Regions from separate parts of the Rattus norvegicus genome. Here region 1 is linked to region 2. The links are chromatin contacts, called in public Hi-C maps. All regions are on one chromosome and are shown on one strand. Each heading gives the region's core, a stretch centred on a gene start, on an enhancer-like site or on the middle of the called end of the contact. The rest is flanking DNA. Distances are from core to core; before and after follow the strand shown. Region 1 holds the start of Sorl1 (sortilin related receptor 1). Region 2 overlaps Sorl1 (sortilin related receptor 1).

Region 1 (4,636 bases), core at 1,643-4,142, 42 kb before region 2:
TGCTTGTATTGCACCACTCAGTTCCGACTACTGCTTTGCGTGAGCTCGCCCTGTGGCTCGTCCACTATCATACCTTGTAGGACTCCTAAAGGGAGAGAATGGTCAGTGATGGAAGATCTCATTGACCAGGAACCTCCCCCCAACCCCTACCCCGAAAAGCAAAAACAAAGGAGGAAAAAAATCCTCCAAAAAACCCCCCAAAAAACAAAACGGAAAAAAAAAAACAAAAAACAAAACAAAACAAAAGAAAAGAAAAACAAAACAAAACAACAAAACAAAACAAACAAACAAAACATGGAGGCACTTGCTGCAAGACCAGGACCATCATGCAGCCCTCAAATGCTGCCTGCACACAGCCCTTTTCTGTGGGGATCTTCAAGGCTCTTTTATATACATCATCTCACCTTGTACTCTGTCTTGAGAGGTGGGTAAGAACTACCATCTCTATTTTTTGGTGAGAAAGCAGAAGCTCCAGGGAGGGCATTCAGCTTAGTTCCCATAGCTAGAATTGGCCTTTTGACTTCAAAACTCAGTGTGCTGTCTTTCTCCTGTGCCCTGTGGTTCCGCAACCCACAGTCTCCTGGTGAGCTGACTCCCCACCTAAGAATGGCTTAGAATGTAGATAATGATTAGAGAGGAAGGCATCTGAGGAGTAAATTAACCGTGTTCGAGCGTTCTTGCCAGTTTTATAGCATTGAAATCACAAATCCAAATCAAAATGAGCGAGTAGCCGGTCCCGCCCTACTAATCCTCCCTCGAAAATTGCCACCTGAAGCTTAAGCCAGGGAGGGGTTCGCAGGGGCAGACCGCTTTGTCTTCCACACAACAATTAGAAGACACACGGGGTTGTTTTCTGCCGAGACTCTAACTCACACAAGACGCTTCTCATTAAAGATAGCTTGACAAACAACTAACGATCAAATCACATGCAGGGTGTTCTGACTGTAGGCTACTCCTTTAGGTTTCTCAAAGATGGCAGAAGTGCTGAGGACCCCTGAGTGGGTTCCCATCCCGTAAGGTGGTACTAAATAGGTAGGGCTGGTCTTGAAGGGCAGCGGGCACTGGCAATGGTTCAGTGGCTTTGTTCTCCGTGGCTCAACAATGACAGCGAGTTGGAGGGCAGAAAGACATCTGACTGGGGGAGGCAAAGGGTTGTGGGAGGGTGGGAGACTGCAGAACCTCATGAGCTGGGCAGGGAGAGGTCTGGGAAAGACCTATGGGATGGAGTTAGGGCAGGAGAATGCTGGACTGAGGAGGGTGAAGAGATGGTGGCCTTCTTTCACAGGTGTAGGCTCAGTTTGAGCTCATGGGTATAGAGACTAGGAGGGAAGTCTGTGAACATGGTGTTGGCACCTTCTCAGCTTCCGGCAAGAGTCTTATGCTGCATCAGCCCCCGTGTAGCAGGAGGGCTAGCTGTTTCAGTGATAAAACAAGAGGGTGGCTTTGCTTTGCGAGAACTGTTTAAGGCTGAGCTAAAGCTCAAATGCTGCACTGACTGAACAAACGGACTCCATTGACAAAGGCCTGAGTTCCTCTCAATAATATAATCGACTCTTAAAGGCACCCTTCTCTTAACACTACCACAATGGTAATACATTTCAACCCCAGGGACAAACCCAGGTCAGATCAAGACAGCTTCTGGCTGCTGCCCAAGGCCGTGGAGATTGAAGTGGGGAACTAGATTAAGCTAACTAGAATGAAGATGAGTGACAGAACTAAGCTACTGGCTTGTTGAAGAGGCAGAAAGTTGGGGGCATGAGATGGGGGTCTGAGAAAGACCACCCCTTCCCTTCTTTAAACCAATGGATTCAGCAGCACAGCTCTGCCTTCCGTCATCTCAATAACCAGGACCTGAGTCTGGAGAGACATAGGATGAAATACAGGGTAATAGTTAACTGCTCCCAGCAGCTGGGGAAAAAATGTGTAAAAGCAGTTATAGCCTGGCTCTTGGAGCTGATTTTAAGGTGCATTAAAAGGGCAACGCTCCCCCCACCCCCCGCATCTGTACAGGTGTGGTCTTTACAACATTTACAATTAACAGTGTGTAGCTGAAGGGACACACTCTCTTCTTAGCCCTGAGAAGAGCTCAATGTTGGGACACCTTAAGGGACCTTAAGCAGGAGGTAGGGCCCTGGGTCATGCCTAGAGTGGTCACCCAGGTGTGGCAAGTGTAGCCTAGGTTTTACTGCTTCTGGGCAGGGTGTTTGTCTGATGTACTCTGCTGGACACAGGGGTAGTTCAACTTGATCAAGGGTAGTTTGAGCCGTGGCCACTTCAAGTACATTTCTGTGCCATAGTTGAAACCATGGAAGTTTCACAAACCCGGAAGGTTCATCTTGACTTTTGTTGTTGGTGTGCTAAGGGCTACTTTCTGTGGTTTGCTTTCCACTGGCAGTGGACATGAGGCCAAGGCCCAGGAAGGTGGTCAAACGGGTGCACAGGGTGCAGAGGTTGACGGAGATTTAGGTTGACCAGGGTACCCCAGGAGCCCGGGGAGTAGCTAACTCAACCCAAAGAAATAGAGCACGGCGCCCACGCAACTCTTCACTGCGGCACGGAGGGCAAGGTGTGCGCGCGGGGACCACGGTGCCCTCAGGCGGGCGCTCCCTGCCTTGACTTCCCCATCCCAGGGGGCGGGGCCGCAGTCGAGGCGAGCAGAGAAAGTGCGCGAAGGGGCCGCGTTGCGAGCACACACGTGACGGTGCGGCGCAGAGCGGGACCCGGCGGCGGCGGTGGCCGTGGCTGCCGTGGCGGGCGCAGTGGAGCTGCCCGGACGGCTTGGAGCCCCGGGAGCGGCGCGCGCGGCCCCGGCCCCGGCCCCGCGCTGTCCCGGCGCGCGCTGCACATTCTCTCCTGGCGGCGGCGCCACCTGCGGGAGCGTTCGCCCGAACATGGCGACACGGAGCAGCAGGAGGGAGTCGAGACTCCCTTTCCTATTCACCCTGGTCGCTCTGCTGCCCCCCGGGGCTCTCGGCGGGGGCTGGACGCAGAGATTGCATGGTGGCGGAGCGCCCTTGCCCCAGGACCGCGGCTTCTTCGTGGTGCAGGGCGACCCGCACGAGCTGCGGCTGGGAACGCACGGGGATGCCTGGGGGGCGAGCCCAGCGGCCAGGAAGCCACTCAGGACGCGGCGGAGCGCTGCTTTGCAGCCCCAGCCTATCCAGGTGTATGGACAGGTGAGCACTTCTGCAAGCCACCTCCTTCCAGCCCCTTTCTCTCCCAGCACTTCCTCACCCCCGCACCCATCCTTTGCAGTCGCTTCCCAGGTGCTGGCACCGCTCAGGGACTTCCTGGCTGGCATGTTTGTTTCATTTCTTTTTCTTCTCCTTTCCACTCCGTACATCACATGAGTACAGCCGTCAGCACTCTGGTCGCATAGATCTTTTCCTTCTTCTTGCCGATTTTAGCAAATATATTCCAGGTAACTCGAAGGGTGCAGCGCCTCTCTTCCCTAGCCTGTATGCAGACAGACCAGTGTAGTTTCCGGCAGGTTTTAGAGGGGTGCAGCATAATTTTTACATCTGGATAAAAAACGGGCATACCCCTTCACCCCCATCCCAACCCAGTACCATCCTTTGGCATCTGGGGGTGAGAACCCTGCAGTTGTAAAGCACTTAAGCAGAATTGCAGAGGGGGGATTCCCACGTTTATCCTCATGGACCCTTTGAGAGGTGGGCAACTCTCAAAGCGTCACGATTGTCCCTTGTGTACCCAGCAGATGTACATGTGCCTGTGAGCTCGTGAATATCTGTATGTAAGGCTGGATTATTTTCGTTGGGAGTGTGGCATACCACCCCACCCCCTTTCCTTGCCACCCCTTCAAGGTGATGGCTTTATTTTAGATAGAAACTATCTCTTATGACACTCGGGATTTGAGAGTACTGCAAGAAATTTGCTGGACTTAATGTTCGTTAAAGGATTTATTTCTATCCAGGCAATGGGTTTATTAGGTCATAAGTAACACACATTTCGCTCATGGCCCCCACTGACTGCTAGGGATGGCAAGGATGTCCCTTAGTATCAACGCTGAGGGGATTAATTTGCCGGTGTTATTGTCTACTCAGAAGCTCCCTGTCCTTCAGTTAAGATTGACATCAGCAAAGCTAGAAGGTCGGTGGGAGAGAAAAGGTGGGCCCAATGGAGGTGACCAGCACAATCACATCCCAGCGAGACTGTTGCTTTCCAAAGTACAGATTGAGTGATTAGCCTGGGTTCTGCCTTTCCTCACTGATTTTGGCTATAGCAAAAGTCTTCCTTCAGGCCATACACAGAGTTAAACGATCAACTCCCGGAGCCAGAAAGCATCTCATAAAACATGCTGCCCTATTGTGTTGTGTTTTGAGTGAAGAAATTCAAGCCGTGGGAGGTGCGGTGACTAGTCCAAGGTCACATAGGGAAGGGCTGTTAAGTGCTGTAGTTCTCACCTGCCTGGTCTCACTGACCTTTGGGTGCTGGGGGTCACCTTGTCTCTGCTCAGCGCTTCCTAAACATCCCCTTTCCCAAATAAAATGTACATGGTTCTGAAGACAGCGGGATGGTGGTGTGTGTGTGGGAGTAGCTGACATCTGTCCACTACCAGACCACCTGGTCCTGGGCAGGAATGTATACTAGGTGACCTGTAACTGTGTGTGTGTAC
Region 2 (4,227 bases), core at 113-2,612:
CTGAGATAATAGTTTTAGCCTACGTTAGTGATAGTGGGACGAGAGGATGTAGATTCTGCTGGTGTTTATTTTGGCTGATTGAACTGCATGCTTTCGAGTTGATATTATTTCCTTAGTAACTAAGGATGGTGATGAAAGAGGAGAGCTAAGCGTCTTCCAAGTCACACGGATGTTGCTTTCATAGCAGGCAGCTCTCCTGATGCTATGGATATGTTCCTTGGGCAGAGGCTGTGGGTATTTTAGGAAAATTATAACCATACTTTCATGTAAGAGCAACCTCCATCCAGGAGCACCATACCCTCCTCTTGCCTTTGGGAGAAATTGATTGGAAACAATTTTAGTTTTATATATATGAATGGTTTACCTGCCATACATACATCCCAAGTGTGCCTGGTGCATCCAGAGTCAGAAGAGAGCATTGGATCCCTGGGGGTAGATGTTGTGAGCCACCACATGCTGAGAGCTGGACCCTGATCCTCTGTGAGAGCAGCCGGCGCTCTTAACCACTGAGCCAACTCTCCAGCCCCCAGATTCATCTTTCATCATTTTAATTAACACCATATTGAGAGGGCAAGCCAGCAGGATAACTAAGTGCAGGGTTATTTAGCTTAGAACTTTGTTCTACAACTTCTGCAGGCACACAGGTGTGTTAAAGGGATTGGCCCAGTTTATTTCAGATCTTTGGATGTCTAATATTGGGATTTAAGGTGGCTGGAGGGACTTCTTCCTAAATTTCCCCCAATGTCAGAAACAGTGCAAGCCAATCTTTTGGAGAATTAACACAGGTTTGATCCACCATGTTTAGAAACCTGGGAACAACAGGCAAGGAGGCAGGGACCAGGGTGGAGAAAGCTAGTAAATGCATGTGCAGTGTTAAGAGACTGTAAGACAGGGTGGGGAGAGACCTGTAGCAGGGGAGCCCATTCAAGGATGCCCTATGCAGCTTCCTTGTGGGGCTGGGGGCGAGGCAAGTGGGGCCCAGTGGGTGACCATGCTTAGAAATAACCAGTGGGTGAAGTTTCTTTATGGAAAACAGGACGAAAAGTCTCTAAGAATCTGGAAGTCAAGGAGATACCAGAATATAGGAGTTTGTAGGTGGAGCCAACCCCAGAATTAGGAGGTCCAAATATGGATGGAAGGAGAGAATTGGGATTAGAGGTACGAGGCCTTCTGTCTCTAGACCTTGGCTTCCTCTTTTGGCTAGAGCAAGGGATAATAGAAATGAGTTCATCTCAAAATATGTCAAGAAGGGCTTCTTCCTCTCCGCCTTTTAAAAATACCCAGCAGTCTCCTCTTCATTTGCATATCCTCCAGGCGAGAGGAAGTACTTTAATCAGTACTTCTAATTGTGGAGAAGAGAACATGTCACCAGCCGCCCCCACGCGAGCATCTGATCGGGAAGAATGGATTTCTCCCACGCCCGGACCAGGCTGCTGGCTTCCCTATCACTCTTCAGAGTCCAGATTGTAGGGCCGACATCAAGTCTTCTGCTAGTGTGAAATGAGGCTCTCCCCTTTCTATTTCTTTGTCGTCTTCCTGTGTGTGTGTGTTCGCATGTGTGTTGACACGTGTGTTGACATATGTTGACATGTGTGTCAACATATGTGTTCACACGTAGGTATTCACGTGTGTGCTGACATGTGTGTTTGCATGTGTATGAGTGTGTTCACACATGTGTGTTCATGTTTGTGTGTGTGTGTGTGTTTAGGCCAGAGGTTGATGTTGTACATCTTCCTCTACCTTATGTTTTTGAGATAGGGTCTTTCATTGAACTTAGAACTCACTGGCTAGACTCCATGCCCACCTCTCTGGTGCTGGGATTATGACGCCACACACTGCCTTTCATGCAGAGCTTCAGTTTCTCATGCTTATACAACAGCCGCTTTAATGGCTGTACCATGTCCCCAGTTCTATTTCTTCCTTTTAAAAAGAATCTGTTTTCTTTGACAAACACAGCCTTGACAGTCCATCTCAGGAGGAATTGGAAATGATCCTCACCTCCATTATGCTAACTGCCACAGGGCATTGTGAAACCGCGTACAGGCAGCTGCAGAAATGACACCCTCGGCTCAATGCCCAAGTCATCTCCACATGGTGACTGTGGAGTTCTTTCCTTGACTTCCCAGTTAATTTTCCATTTGCTGGTTCACCAGCCTTGGCAGGTTTTGTGAATGTCAGGAAGCCTGGGCACATGAGTGGTCTTCCCAGTTTCTGGTTGATGCTTTACTTGAGGGCACTAGCTTAGAGCCTCTCCACTGTCCTTTGACCTTATGGTTACAGTTGGGGTTGGGAGGTGTAATGGTGGTCCAGGCATCTAAAGTGACCATCTCTTCAGCTAGGGATCCTGTTATCTCAGTCTCCCCAGGACATGTGACATGCCCAAGAAGCTTGCACAAAAACGTGTGACCCAATGGACAAGAGGCCCCACCATAGTGCAATGGGACTGACACCAGAATTCACCCAGCCTCAGTGCTGTCATCCCCTAAGCTCAGTTAAAAACTCCCCTATGAAAGCTTTGAGAGTGAATCTTCAGAGTGAGTGTGTGGCTAACATTGGGAGGAGGAAGAGGAGCACTGGGAAGGATTCTTGGAGGACGATGATTTGAACTTGATCTCAGAGGAGAGGAGGATTTAGGTGGGAGGACTGGAGTTTGTACAAAGGGCGGCTAACATTGGGAGGAGAAAGAGGAGCACTGGGAAGGATTCTTGGAGGACGATGATTTGAACTTGATCTCAGAGGAGAGGATTTAGGTGGAGGACTGGAGTTTGTACAAAGGGCGCCCTCTACACAGAAGAAGCATGGGGTTGGGGGAGGGGGACAAGGGTGCCTACCCTCTCTGAAGGACCTTGCATGACGGCTAAGCAGGTGCCTCACGGGAGACGTCATGTACTGGCAGGATGACTCCAGATGGCATGGATTAGTGGTGTCTGCAATGAACAGGCAAGGAAACACTGGATGGACAGGTCGCCGGGCTCTGAGGGTTCTACTGTGCCCTGTCTGCTGCTGTACCATTGAGTCTGTAGCACCTGGCAAAAATGTCTATCACCCCAAGGTTCTGAGCTTGGCACCAGGAACTTGCCTCTTGCTTCCAGGAACCCAGTGCTTATTTATTCAGAACCTCTCCGCCTTTTGCTTTATTCATTCTTTTGCAGTAGGGCTGGGGATTACTGTGCCCTAATTCCCAGGATGATTTGGAAACAGCCACAGCAGAGCAAAACGCTAAGTGGCAGATGCCCAACTTCTGCCTCTCACCTAAGGAGCAACCCCAAGGCACATGCTTGAGGCAGAGTGCTATTTGTAACTGGCACCGTTTCGATCCTGCATGGCTGTCCACACAGCGAAATGTCCGTGCTTCTAGTGACTGAGCAGGAAAATGGTAACAGTTGCTTCTTCCTTCCAGGGGGATCGACCCCTATGACCAGCCGAACACTATCTACATCGAGCGGCATGAACCCTTTGGGTTCTCCACAGTGTTCCGCAGCACAGACTTCTTCCAGTCCCGGGAAAACCAGGAAGTGATCCTGGAGGAAGTGAGAGACTTTCAGCTTCGGGACAAGTACCTGTTTGCTACAAAGGTGGTGGTAAGTGGAGGTGGTAAGTTGGAGCAGTACGCTGCTCCAGCAGTACTCTGCTGGGTCTGGCATCCACCTGGGCGAATTTGCATGACATCAGCTGGGTGGTGCACACAAGGTAGCTTGGCTGGAGGATCCGTGCTGTCAGTGAGCATGCCTGGAGGGCAGGAGGGTGGAAGGTCCGAGTGGAGAAATCTAGAGCCAGCAATCAAATATCAGAGAACCTAGAAATCTGCTTGTCTTCCTGTAGCCAAGCATCTCCGACAAAGACAGATTTCATTTTTGGTGTACGAGGTTGAATGTGTGTGTGTGTGTGTGTGTGTGTGTGTGTGTGTGTGTGTGTGTGTGTGTGTGTGTGTAGGTATTTGTGTGTTGTGGAGGACAAAGTTTGACCTCAGGTGTTTTTTGTTTGTTTGTTTGTTCTTTACTTTTGTTTTTGTCCCCCCACCTACCCCTCCTGTAGTTAGTTAAAGGCCTGTCAGGGAACCTTTCATCCTGGCTTCCCCAGAACTACTGTGTCTGGTTACTCACCCTACGGTGAGTACTGGGGATTGAACTCAGGAGCTCACGCTTGCTCAGCAAATGTGTTTCGCCAGCTGAGCCATCTCCTCAGTGACTGAAAACAAACTTCTTTTTTCTCTCAGGAAAAAAGAAT

What was found. A called contact is a pair of places that touch in the nucleus more often than the background predicts.
Region 1: a contact with region 2 is called in a Hi-C map of frontal cortex, with 1.9 times the contacts expected there. The contact joins the promoter of Sorl1 here to the enhancer-like site in region 2. A contact is called at or near these places in 1 of 12 Hi-C or Micro-C datasets (frontal cortex) and 1 of 1 datasets of contacts at active chromatin or transcription factors (oligodendrocytes).

Annotation. Positions count from the first base shown.
Region 1 is chr8:51,399,503-51,404,138 of GRCr8, reverse strand. Sorl1 (sortilin related receptor 1) reads left to right here and starts at 2,892. Exons shown (of 48, transcript NM_053519.1): 1 at 2,892-3,176. The coding sequence starts at 2,892.
Region 2 is chr8:51,355,921-51,360,147 of GRCr8, reverse strand. Sorl1 (sortilin related receptor 1) reads left to right here. Exons shown (of 48, transcript NM_053519.1): 6 at 3,401-3,581. Among named protein-coding and RNA genes, the nearest start is that of Sorl1, 43 kb to the left of the region's middle. Within about 2 kb of position 1,362, at least 10 of the 93 cell types and tissues checked have an H3K27ac peak or open chromatin away from gene starts, as enhancers often do.